Linked DNA regions of Astyanax mexicanus: region 1 is linked to region 2. The links are chromatin contacts, called in public Hi-C maps. All regions are on one chromosome and are shown on one strand. Each heading gives the region's core, a stretch centred on a gene start, on an enhancer-like site or on the middle of the called end of the contact. The rest is flanking DNA. Distances are from core to core; before and after follow the strand shown. Region 1 overlaps pkn2a (protein kinase N2a). Region 2 overlaps znf644a (zinc finger protein 644a).

Evidence for each region. Hi-C and Micro-C count contacts between places; a contact is called where the count stands out from the background.
Region 1: a Hi-C map of blood shows a contact between it and region 2, with 5 times the contacts expected there. The contact joins two enhancer-like sites. A contact is called at or near these places in 2 of 3 Hi-C or Micro-C datasets (blood and muscle).

What each region holds. Positions count from the first base shown.
Region 1 is chr18:40,935,516-40,941,888 of AstMex3_surface, forward strand. It overlaps pkn2a (protein kinase N2a), which reads right to left. Exons shown (of 22, transcript XM_022670309.2): 22 at 1-4,968. The coding sequence ends at 4,765. Among protein-coding and RNA genes, the nearest start is that of gtf2b, 14 kb to the left of the region's middle. Within about 2 kb of position 4,791, the one cell type or tissue checked has an H3K27ac peak away from gene starts, as active enhancers do.
Region 2 is chr18:40,899,601-40,905,887 of AstMex3_surface, forward strand. znf644a (zinc finger protein 644a) reads left to right here. Exons shown (of 6, transcript XM_015604784.3): 5 at 1,201-1,288; 6 at 2,428-3,543. The coding sequence ends at 2,605. Among protein-coding and RNA genes, the nearest start is that of lrrc8da, 14 kb to the right of the region's middle. Within about 2 kb of position 2,536, the one cell type or tissue checked has an H3K27ac peak away from gene starts, as active enhancers do.

The sequences.
Region 1 (6,373 bases), core at 3,541-6,040, 38 kb after region 2:
CACACACATCCGCTCTGTTACAGAAAATGATTCCGTCCAACTGGAGATGAAAAGCTTGCATGAGCATGTTAGTCCTGTAAACGGCAACAGTTCCTCATAAAGAGATCTCAGTTTAAAGGAGAACTCCGGTGTAAAATTGACTTTTGGTGTAGTAAAACATGATAAAGTGTACTTACCTTTGATGACAAGCCCAGCTCTGTTCTCCCGCAGTTTTCGAGATCCAGTCATTTTTTGCAGTTTCTAAGAACATGCTTTAGAATGGGTGATATAGGGCATAATTTGCTCCTGCACATAAATGGGTTTTTAACCCTGTTATCCAGGCTCAAAGTAGCTCCACACCTCATTGGTTGAATCCCGAGAGCCCAAGTGCACAAGAAGCTTATTAAAAACCACTGTTTACAACCTGAAGCATAACCTAATCTCCAGGCCCCACCATTAAATGTCAGGGCTCTCGGGGTTCTACCAATGAGGTGTGGAGCTACTTTGAGCCGGGATAACAGTGTAACAAACAGTGCAAAATATGCCCCATATTCATTCTAAAGCATGTTTTGGGAAACAACAAATATTACTGGATCTCAGAAAGCTGCCGGAGAGCAGAGGTGAGCTATTCAACAAAGTTTAGTACTTTTTATCATGTTTTACTAAACCAAAAGTCAATTTTACACCAGAGTTCTCCTTTAAGAAAGAAGAACAAACAAAGGCTGTGTCCCAATTGTGTACCACACAATACACTTAATACTATAAGACTATAAATAGACTATATACTAATCCTCTAATAGTGTGGATTTGGCGTTAAGTGCACTAAATATTTGTGTCCTAGTTTTTACAGGAACAGATGAATTGTCTCACAGCTACATTTGCACCATCAAAAAAAAAAAAACACAGCAGAGGGCGCTGCACAGTGGTGGTAAACAGAAGCGTCATGTTTCACACTGAAGAACCTAGTAATCTTTGGTTCCCACTGCAAATAAACGCTCCTGGTTCTGAAATCTACTTTTATTGGTGTAAACGCTGCAAACGGTTCAAAATTAGGTTTGCAAACCTAATTGGTGTCAGATTTCACATCAGTGGAAAAGCGCTGTTTGAGGAAAGCTCTGATACATCAGCTAATAGATACCTGTGCTGACCAGCATCACAATGGGAGTGATGAGGGGAGAGCGCCACCTACTGTACTGTACCCATTCAGAGAGAGCATTGACAGTTGTGCTCTTTTAAGCTCTATCTGGATGGGATTAGTTTCTATGGGGATGTATTTAAAAAAATTCTACTCATACAGTTCTACTAGTTTTTAGGCTTTCTAGGTCACGTGACATCGCGTTCAGTAGCTCCTCCAATTCCACTCGCTGTTGTGTTTTACATGGATCTCCGTTGAAACGTGCACCCAAAGTGTAATTACGGTGTGCGGCAGTGGACAAATAGCTATTTTATTAAACGCGAGGTGACGAAACTCTGAGATGTGGATCCGGACTGGACTAAAATTATCGGAGGACCAAGGAGTTCAGCGAAAAACACTAGATAATTCAGCCTGTAATTTTCTCAGAGGACGTCTGAGAAAAACAGAGATGGTCGTTCCGGATGGAAGAGAAAATTACCCCAGGACCCCCTGAGAAATTATCCCATCCGGATAGGGCTTTAGACTCCATGAAGGAAAAATGAAGGATTAGGACATTTATGTTATGATACAGACACTGAACAGCCAAAACATTAGCACCACTGACAGCTGAATTAAAAACACGAGTGTCCAAACAATGACAACCACTGAAACAGCCTTGATCATCATCCGTGACCCTCTCATTGGATGCACATGAAGGCTCCGCCCACCTCACAAATTTAAAGATAATTTAAAGATTTTAAAGATACCATAGCTACCACTTAGCAACCACCTAGTAACTCTTTGAAGCTCCTGTCGGGTCACGGCACCAAGACTAACACTAGAAGCAGATAAACTTAGATGGTAAGAGTCAATCCTACACACTATTAGGTGGTAAGACTGACTCATTGATCATTGATACTCATATAGGCTCCGCCCACCTCACAACTTACCAAACTTTAAGGATCTGCTGTAATGATAATCTCTGTGTTCCCGTTACCACAGAACATCGTCAGTATTTGTCAGGTGGTGCTAATGTTATGGCTGATCAGTGCAGCTCATGCTTGCTTTCTTTCTGGGTGATCAAACTGTATGTTCTGCTTCCTCTCTCTGCAAAAGAGACCATAATAATGCAAGATCATACGCTGGGTTCTGAGTTTAGAGAATCTTCAGGCCTTCAAACATCTCCAAATGTCTCCAAACATCTCCAAACGTCTCCAAACATCTCCAAACGTCTCCAAACATCTCCAAACGTCTGTATCATCAGTAACAAAACACTACAATTCACCTACAGCTTCAGCTGATCTGGGGTAACATCAGGTAACATGTGGTCACAGCTGTTTTCCCTCTCAGACACACAGAAAAGTACTTTTTACACTGAAAATTTCTTTACATGATAAGGGACAGTACAGAGTGCTGTGTAACATGCTGCTGCTACATTATAAAAATACATTTATAAAAATTCATTATAGTTTCTGAATCCGAGTAGCTTCTCTGCTTCTGTTTTTAATCATGACCAGAAGCACAAAGAGACAGATTCCCACTTCCCCCCCCCCAGACAGGGAAGACATTAAGACTAGTCTTGGAGATTTTCCATTAAAAAGAAAATATTCTACAGTTTTTTAAGCTGTGATGTTTTCCATTGTGCCATATTTGGGACCCAACGCTGCCACTGCCAATTAAACAACCCATCTGTGTCACATATGAAGTAAAATATAGGCTACATTCAGGTAAAAGTGACCCAAATCACTATTAGTGTTACACAGTTTCAGAGTTCGGGGAGAGAAATTCCAGACGTCTGAATTAAAAAAAAAAACACAATCAGAGAAAAAGAGAAATTAATCTAAACTAGTAGAAGTAGAATCCCTTCAGTATCAACGCAGAAGAACAGCACAGTGAGATGGTTCTGTTCACTAAGGCAATATTTTGAGTAGGAATACACAGAATATCTGGCAACCGAAACTATTCCGCTGCAATGAAAATGACCTGTGAAAATCTGTGTTCAGTATTTGGCCTTTGAGTGTCAGTGTTGATGTCTGTAGTATAAAAAAGAACTTGACCTTTACTTTATTGCTAGAAAAGCTGATCAGAAAAGATCTTCAGGAGGATTAATCAGACTCCAGAGAGGTGGTGCACTGTTCTACTGTGCAGCATTGTTACCTGCACTAATATCAGCTTTACTGCGTTCTCACCACAAGCTCTAGTGTTATCAAAGAATCTAAATAAGCCTGATGCATTTTTAAAACGGGTCCTGTGGACTGATGAAGTTAAAATACAATTTTGAGAGGCATGATGTTAATTTACTAGGGATGCACCAAATATTTAGCAACCGAAAAATAGCAAACAAAAAAACAAAACAAAAAAAAACAAACACTTTTTTGTATGGTCGAAGTAAAAGACATGATTAATTAATACAAAATAATTATGCTTTGATTACGTGATCAAAGCGCAGTTAGGTTGGATGTTAAAACAAGTTTAATGTTCAATCATGTTTTGTAATCGTCTTTTCTATTAAAAGAAAGAGAAAATACATTCACGCTATTCATTTGATGCAGTGATAAAAAATAGCAATATTTCATTTTGTTCAGTTTTAGATTTCACCCAAAAAAAATCATTTTGTTGCAAAATGTACTTCAATTATTCGGTTGAAAATGACAAAAAGCAATTTAAGTGTTCAGTAAGATACGTGAAAAGACTTAATAATTAATACAGAAAAATGATGCTTTTGATGATGCAATCAATTTGCCGTCAGACAGGATGATAAAAATAAGTGTAGTGTTCAATAAACACTTTTAATATGTAGGTTTGTAAGTTAATTTTCTTTGGAAAGCAAGAAAAATTACATTTAGGCTAATAAATTTATGAAATATTAAAAAAAGTGACAAAATAAATGTATAAACATAGAAATGTGTTTCTATTAAAAGCAACAAATATATATCTACATTTTTTTGCAGTGGTAAAAAGTGGCAGTATGTAATTTTGTTTGGTTTTAGATTTTAACAAAAAAAATCATTTAGTGCAAAATGTACTAGAAAATGACAAAAAGCACTTTAGGTGTTCAGTTAAAAAAGTTTGATTATGCAATCAAAAGTTTAGTGTTAAGTAAATACTTTGAATATGTAGGTTTGTAAGTGTTTTTCTTTGAAATTTATTTTTATGTATTTTTCCAATGGTGCAAAAAGTTAAGTATTTCATTTTGTTTGGAATTTGTTTAGATTTTATCAAATAATGTAATTTTTAATTTTCAAAATGAAAAAAAAAAAAAAAAATTAAAAAAACCTTTTAAGAGTTTGGCAGAATATGTAACAAAAATAAGAAACAATGCCTTATTTTTTATTTAATTGTAAAAAAAGTGGCAAAATGATTGAAAACCTTTAATAAATTAATTTGGTGTTTTGTATTAAGCCACATTATATATTTTAGTTCAGTTTTGGTTTTAATTTGGTGCATCCCTAAAACTGATTGTAACAGATTATTGTTTTTTCCTGTTTTCGTTTATAAAACTGCAGGGGTTCTGACCCTGCCCTGCTGCTGCTGGGTAACACTCCTTCCCTCTATTCTGAATATAAAACACAGTCATGGTAACCTGGTTTCAGCCCTGTGGGCGGTAGGCTTGTCCCTTAGCTGGCACTGAGTGGCAGGAGGGCGTGTTCACAGTTTAACGGGGGGGGGAGCTAACACCAGTCTGCGATGTAGTCGAAGTCCGTGAACATCTCCTGCTCCTCTCGGCTCAGCGGACGCTGGTCTCTGGGCGGAGTCAGCACCGGAGCTTCAGACGTGAACTCTTCATCAAAGTTACTGACATCACTAGGGCTCTGGATCACCGGCACGAACGGAGGCTTCACCTTCTTACCCAGTAACCCAGTCCAGTCCATATTCTGGAGAACAACAACAACCAGTGACAGACAAACGCTGTTAATACAGTATATTATTGTCTTTGTCTCAAACTTCAAATATTCAGTTGAATAGATATTTATCTTCATGCACAGTTGTGCATCAGGGCCTCCCACTTCTACTGTTAAAGAAATATTTTTTATGTTTGTAAATGTGTTTTCTTTGAAAAGCAAGAACAAATATATTACGTTTAAAAAAGTATCAAATGGTGGAAGAAAAAAAAATTGGAGTTAAAAACTTAAAAAAAAAACTAAGCTAAACTTAAACTGTATCTAAACTTAAGTTAAAAAACTTAATATTAGATACAGGTCCCAGACATTTTTGATTTAATGGTAAAAAAGTGGCAATATGAATAAAAACCTTTGATATACTGGTTTGGTGTTTGGTATTAAGTCAAATTGTACAATTTTATTCGTTTTCGATTTCATTTCGGTGCATCTCTAAAATCCCCAGATTGTGATAGATGATTTTTTTTCTTGTTTTTATTTCAAACACTGCAGAAATTCTGACCCTGTCCCGCTGCTGATACCTTTTTTAGTTTTGGACCAAGCTCATCACAGACACTCCTTCACCTCTATTTTAATATAAAACACACTAATGGTATTCTGATTTTATATTATTAAACACTACCACATCAGGGTTACTGTTATGTAAAGAATGGGCCATTTAGTGCATTAAGTTAAGCTGTTAGCTGACAACCTGTGAGGTGTCTTTGTCTCAAAATTCACACTATAAGATATTTATCTTCTTGCACAGTTGTGCATCTGGGTCTCCCACTCCTACTGTTAAATAAATACATTTAATGTGTAGGTTTATTAGCATCTCTTCTTTGAAAAGCAAGAACAAATACATTTAGTCAAATTAGTTAAATGGTGGAAGAAGTTTAGTATTTTCAGCTGTGCAACATAACTACAAAAAGATTTCCTGACAGTCAATAAGTCTAATAACATTTTAAAATGTGGATTAGCAGCCATACCAGCAACATTATTTATAAATGGTGCTTAACATCTCACAGAGAAACTGTGATTAATAAAGAAAATAAATAAAGAAACGCGCATATATTTAAGCAATTTATGAGCTGTGGAGGGAGCAGAAATTAGCGGCACCATGTGGTAAAATAGTGAATTGCAAGTAAATGCACAAACCATTCAAAATGAATCAAGATCAATAAAAGGGAATGTATTTATCTTAATCATTCACTCTATCTGACAAATCACAGAATAAAAGTTTTCATAAAATGTTTTCCACTTTGTTTACAACAAGCTTTTTTATATTTATGAATTTTGATATAATAAAGATCTACAAAAACCTAAAGAAGCAAACATTAGTCACCCAGTGGGTCTGATTAATGACATATTGGTTAATTCCACTGAACTAAGGGAACTAGAA
Region 2 (6,287 bases), core at 1,286-3,785:
TTCGCACTATAAGGCGCACCGGATTGTAAGGCAAATGTTTATTTTCTGGTCTATTTTTTATACATGAGGCACACCGGAATATAAGGTGCCTGATGCGATACTAGTAAGGAACAGGGGTGTTGCCATATTTTCCTTCTTATTCAGCAGGTCTCACCGCTGAATGAGCTAATGCTAATACTGCTAATTCTGCTCCAGCAGTGCTAATCGTTGTTAGCAGCAGGCTGCAGGCCGATTAATACTCACCTCTGAATAGCAAAAGAGCTAGCACTCAGCGCGGTTAGCGGCTAATGCTGCTCTAGCAGCGCTAGCCAGTGTTAGCAGCAGGCTAAAGGCCAAAAATACTCAGCAAAAGGCCAAAAAAAACAGCAAAAGAGCTAGCTGTTACCACGGTTAGCAGGTAATGCTAATGCTGCTCTAGTCTCTGTGCTGGAGAACTAAACTGCAACTCCTGTATAACTCTGCACTTCAGCAGAGTGGCTCTACTGCTACTTACAACCTGACTGTTAAATCCATGTATAAGATTGTATCCAGATTATAAGCCACACTGACAATTTAAAAAAAAAAAGTTATAGGCTCAAATAACAGCTTAATTATAGCATATAATATGTGATTTCTGACACTGATGCAATCTGGTTCTATCTTTGTGTTTCTATAAATAATGCAGCACCACAACCTTGCTAAGATGTGATGTTAATTAACACTAGTTAAAACCACCAATTTATTTGGCAACAACTTATAAAATGAGACTTTTTGGAATGATTTGTTTAGGTAATAGTGATGGGCCTGTTACAATAACTGTAATTTGTTAACAGAAATAACTGCAATATATATATATATATAGTTTTATTTTATATATTTTTTTAGACCATTTTTTAAAATGTAACTTTTTTAAACCTTAAAATGTTCATCCTTAAATACTGCATAAGTTTATGCTCCTCTGTTAAAATGCATACAGTGTAACTAGTCACAAATAAATGCTTGTTTTGAGAGATGAGGAAACTTATAGCAACTGCTAAGAACTGAAAATTGTTGCTGTAAATAGTGCCCAGGAGACACTAGAGGGCGCTCTCTTACAGCTGATTCTTAGTCTATTAAAAATGTCTAATCAGATCTGGAAATGTTTGTTGTAGAATCAGTTTGGTGTATCAGCATTTTACACTTCTCCAGTTTATCTCTGACTTGGTTTTCATCATTTTCCAGCTCATGACTGTAAACAGAGGAAGCAGAGGTCAAGAAAGAAGAACTTTGGGTTCCACACTCCAGAAGAAATCTACAGACTCACCTGCAGGTATGTGTGTGATTTACTGTGAATAGTTTGGTAAAATAGTTTTCTTGTGTAACAGTACCTTTTGTTAAAATAGGCATATAATGATCCTTCATTTGCTTTAACAGTGATGCCCATATAAACCATATCTATGAAGGTATTAAATTGCAATCATGAGAAAAACAATGAAGCTTCCTCAAAAACTGTGAGAAGGAATTATTTTATTACACCTAAAGTTTCTGGGGTGTAAGAGGATCTCCAAAAAAATACAGTGTCAAGAGACACCATCAGGGGTGTTTTATAAGTAACTTTAAAACTAATAGAACTGCTGCAAACATGCCTGGCTGTGGAGGATAACCCAACATTTCATTAAGGGCCTTAGCAACTTACTCAGGAGAGCTAAGGAGAGCTAACTCCTATGTAAATGAAAGACACCTACATGATTAACGCTGGAATAAGTGCTTCAGTGACAATGAATTAAAAAGGAAGGAAAAAAAGACGGAACCCACTACTGACCACAAGGGACGTCAAAAACTTTCTAGAATATGCCAGGAGGAAGTTTGGATAAGACTGCTTATTAAAGAGTTTTGGGATACAGTTCTGTGGACTGACGAAACCAAACTGTAACCATTTGGACACATAAGGTAATTGGTGCAGGTGCTTGTAAAAAAAATAATAATAATAATAATAAAATAATTTAAAATTTTCTTTATTTCAGTAAATTAGTTTAAAATGTGAAACTCATATATTATATTAATGTATTACACACAGAGTGATCTATTTTAAGCATTTATGTCTTTTATTGTTGATGATTATGGCTTACAGCCAAAGAAAACCCAAAAAACTGTGTCTCAGAAAATTAGATTATTATATAACATTTGAGACAATTGGTACTTTTGTCAGTGTGAGCGTTGTGCCAAGTCCTGCTGGAAAATGAAATCCGCATCTCCATAAAAGTTGTCGGCAGAGGGAAGCATGCTGTAAAATTTTCTAAAAAAAAAAACAAAAAAAAACACTGCACTGATTTTAGACATGATATATAACACAGTGAACTAACATTGTGTATATACTCACTGGATAAATACAGTGGTTATGTATGGTGGTAATAAACATTATTATGATTATTTACAGTGGTTATTTCCCCTCTCTCCTCTCTTCTGCAGGTTTTGTGATCTAGTCTTCCAGGGCCCGCTGTCCGTACAGGAGGACTGGGTGAAGCATTTACAGAGACATATAATGAACACTGCTGTACCACGCACAGGCGCGGGCATGGTGGAGGTTACCTGCTTCCCTAAAGAGCCCAGCTCGGACACAGAATCGCAGGCCAAGCCGTCCTCCTGAGCCCAGCACGCATAGCGGATTTCCCACTGTCCATAAAATGTAATGTAATTGTAAATGATTTTACTTCCCCCGCCAGTTTGTATGATTTTGAATACCAAGGAATTTGAAATTTTCACTTTCTCTCTCAACGCACAGCGACGTTCAGCCCTTAACACACAGCTGTCTTTTTATATTGTTACATTGTCCTGGTATTTTATATGACGCATAAATAATAGTGCTCATGGTGGGTGATTTTTTTTTGTTTGTTTGTTTGTTTGTTTTGGTTTTATTTTATTTTTTTTCCAACCGAGACCAACACCAAAAGACAACTGTTTACCTCAGACACTTCACACACCTTCTCAAGATGGGTTTTAGGATTTTATGGAACTGCGAATAGGCTCAACAAAACCTGAAATAATACTGTATTCATTTTATTACAGTTGTTTTTAAGCTTTTATTTGTTTTTACTTACTTTTCAACCCAGTTAAACCTTTTATTCTCACACTCACTCAGTGATTATGTATGGTGCAAATGTATAGGAAAAAAAAGTAGATATATTTACTTTATGATTTTTTTTTTGTTTCGTTACATACGATTTATGTTAAACAAACTGGTCTATCATTATTGAGAGACTTAAACTGATTTATTTAGTATGTGTGTCATGACTTCATTTCATTATTACACCTGACAGGGTTTATTTGTTTTTATCTTGTTTATTTGGGTCACTTTTGGGTCATCCCGTCACCTCATTTTGATATCATACACAAAAGTCTGAAATGTAAAGTTCTGTTATTTGTGCTGGAAAAAAGAACCATTAACTGTTACTTATATTTGCAGTTATTTTTACTGTTATTTTTGTTATAAACATTTTTAAATAATTTATGTCAAAATGTAAATCTTGAAAGATTTTTGGTTGTGCAGAATAAAAACGTTCTGTTGTTTTTTTTGGATGTCTTTAACCTTTTGGAATATTCAATATTAAGCTGTAAATGTAATACTCTGTTAAATGTGTTTATTAACAATATTATGATCAGTGCTCTAAAATAGTGCCCAGTTTAGGATTCCAAAAAATTTGATTATATTCCATGCAGTCATATACAGTGTGTCCAAATGTTCAGCCACAAGGGGCACACAGGCCAGGTTTGGAACATTTAAAAGTGCAATTCATCAGTTGATTTTTACAGTAAATGTGTGTAGATTAAAAAAAAAAACACTTGTTTATACAAACAATGAGAAAGTGAAATCTCAATAACTGAAGTGCAGCGGTCCCATGGTTAGTTACTGAAGATGAACCCCATACCACACCATGCAGATACAGTTGTGATGTCTGGACGTGTAAATCTGATTTGATCACTTAAAATCCAATTTGCACACAGTCTGAACGTAGCCTTTGTTACTCAAATCTGGTTTAAAAAAGCCTAAGACTGTTTTTGACATGTCTAGACTGAACTGGAGATGATTAGTAAAGAAGAATGATCCGAAATATCTTCAACCAGAAGCAAAAACAGACTCTCATTGGAAGCTGTAGGAAGAGTTTAGAGGCTGTTATTTCTGCAAATGGAGGAGCTACTTAGTATTGATGTAATTTTTCTGTTGGGGTGCCCAAATTAGTTTTAAGAATTATTGCACACTTTCTATAAATCCTATAAACTTCATTTTACTTCTCAAATATTATGGTGTTTTTTTATATAATATAAAAGGGTTTTTTTAAATATTGTGGTAATTTCACCCTCTGCAGCACTCTCTCAGGTTTAACTGTGCTATAGGTGTGGATGATGTTTCACATCACAATATGTCAGTCAGTCAATCATAATACAACACCCCCAACCAAATTTTCATGATTTTCCTTTATAAATCATTGGTTGTTCAGATCAGCAATTTCAGTTAAATATATCATATAGCAGATTAACGTAAAATGAAGTTTATAGGATTTATAGAAAGTGTGCAGTAATTCTTAAAACTAATTTGGGCACCCCAACAGAAAAATTACATCAATACTAAGTAGCTCCTCCATTTGCAGAAATAACAGCCACTAAATACTCCCTTCAGCTTCCAATGAGAGTCTGTTTTTGCTTCTGGTTGAAGATATTTCGGATCATTCTTCTTTACAAATCATCTCCAGTTCAGTCAGGTTTGATTCAGGTTTCTGATCATGAACAGCTGCTTTAAATCACACCACAGATTTATAATAATATTCAGGTCTGGGGACTGAGATGATCTGAGATGATCATTCCAGAACGTTGTACTTGTTCCTCTGCATGAAGTGCAGTGGTTAGGGTCGTTGTCCTGTTGAAGTATCCATCCCCAGCGCAACTTTATTAAGATTTAATGGGTGGGCATGTTGAGTTGTTGATAACTCTTCAGTGCAGCTTTAAATAAAAGCTGAAAAAAGGAACCTTGTACATAGAGTACCTAGACAATTATAATATTACAGTGGATCCTTTGAAAAACTAAAAATAATACTAATTTTGTACGAAAAAGAAAAAGAATGGGATATTCTTCATTTGAATTTCATCAGAAATTTCCCCTTTCACAGATATAAATATCTTTTTTTTTCTGAAGAAGAAAAAGATAAAATTATGAAAATGCATAAAATAAGCACATCCTATCTACTGTACCTATTTGTTAACTGCTAATAAAATTAGTTAAGTAACAAAAATCCTACAAGCAAGTAACATTACGCAAAAAAAAAAAATCGCCACAGTTGAGTTGGTGTTTAATTGTCCCGTATACTGTATACGTGTTTATATTTATATAACTCAAAAAGGCAATCAGAAATTAGGAAAAGAAAGGTCTTTATGCTGCACAGCAAAAGGCATATTTTGTTATTAGAGACAATTTAATAAATAGCCATTGCTAACATTGCATTTGGGTGGAGGCAAAGACAAAATCAGGGGTGGGCAAGAGCCCCCCCAACCTGGATCTGGCCCTAATCCAGACTCATCTATTATAGTCTGGACAGCCAAAAACCACATGAAATCAGATTTTTGCAGATTGGATCCAAAACATATTTGGAGGTGGTTTGAATTGCGATTATATTCAGATTTGTACAGATGTGTCTGAGTGGGAACACTCTGGACGCTCGAATTAGTTTTTATGTCTCTTTTAACTCAAAAACATGAAAAACAACCTCATTCAATTCAGAGTGACAGAAATGCTTCAGGGGCTAGGCCTACTGATTCTGACCTTTATGCCACATCAACCCAATTTGCAGATCTTATCTGATCACTCAAAAAAAAAACAGTGCAGACATGCAGTCTGAACACAGGCAAATCTGGTTTGAAAAGATCTGATTTTGCATGGTTACAAAGCTGTTTCATGAAACAGCAAAAAACTGATTTAAGTCACTTCAGCCTGCTAATGTGAACACGGCATAAAAGACAAGGATTAAAAGGTTAAACAAGGATTAAAAGGTCATCCAACAATAAAGCTTCACTAAGCCAAACCTGAAACAAAGGGGTGATTATAAAGAGGGCAATTACTTCAGGGCTGAGCTCCAGGAGTGTAGTACAAGGCCTGGGTGGAGCTCTGCAGTAGGAGGAGCAGAGAGATCAATACCAGGTCCCATCCACAGGGGGCGGCACTGTGACAGTAGTTCTGCTTTTAAAGCACACCTGAGCACCAAAGAACAACCAGAGCACTAAAACAATTACAGAGACAAAATATTATTACAAATTGCAACATATGAATCTGACAGTAGTTT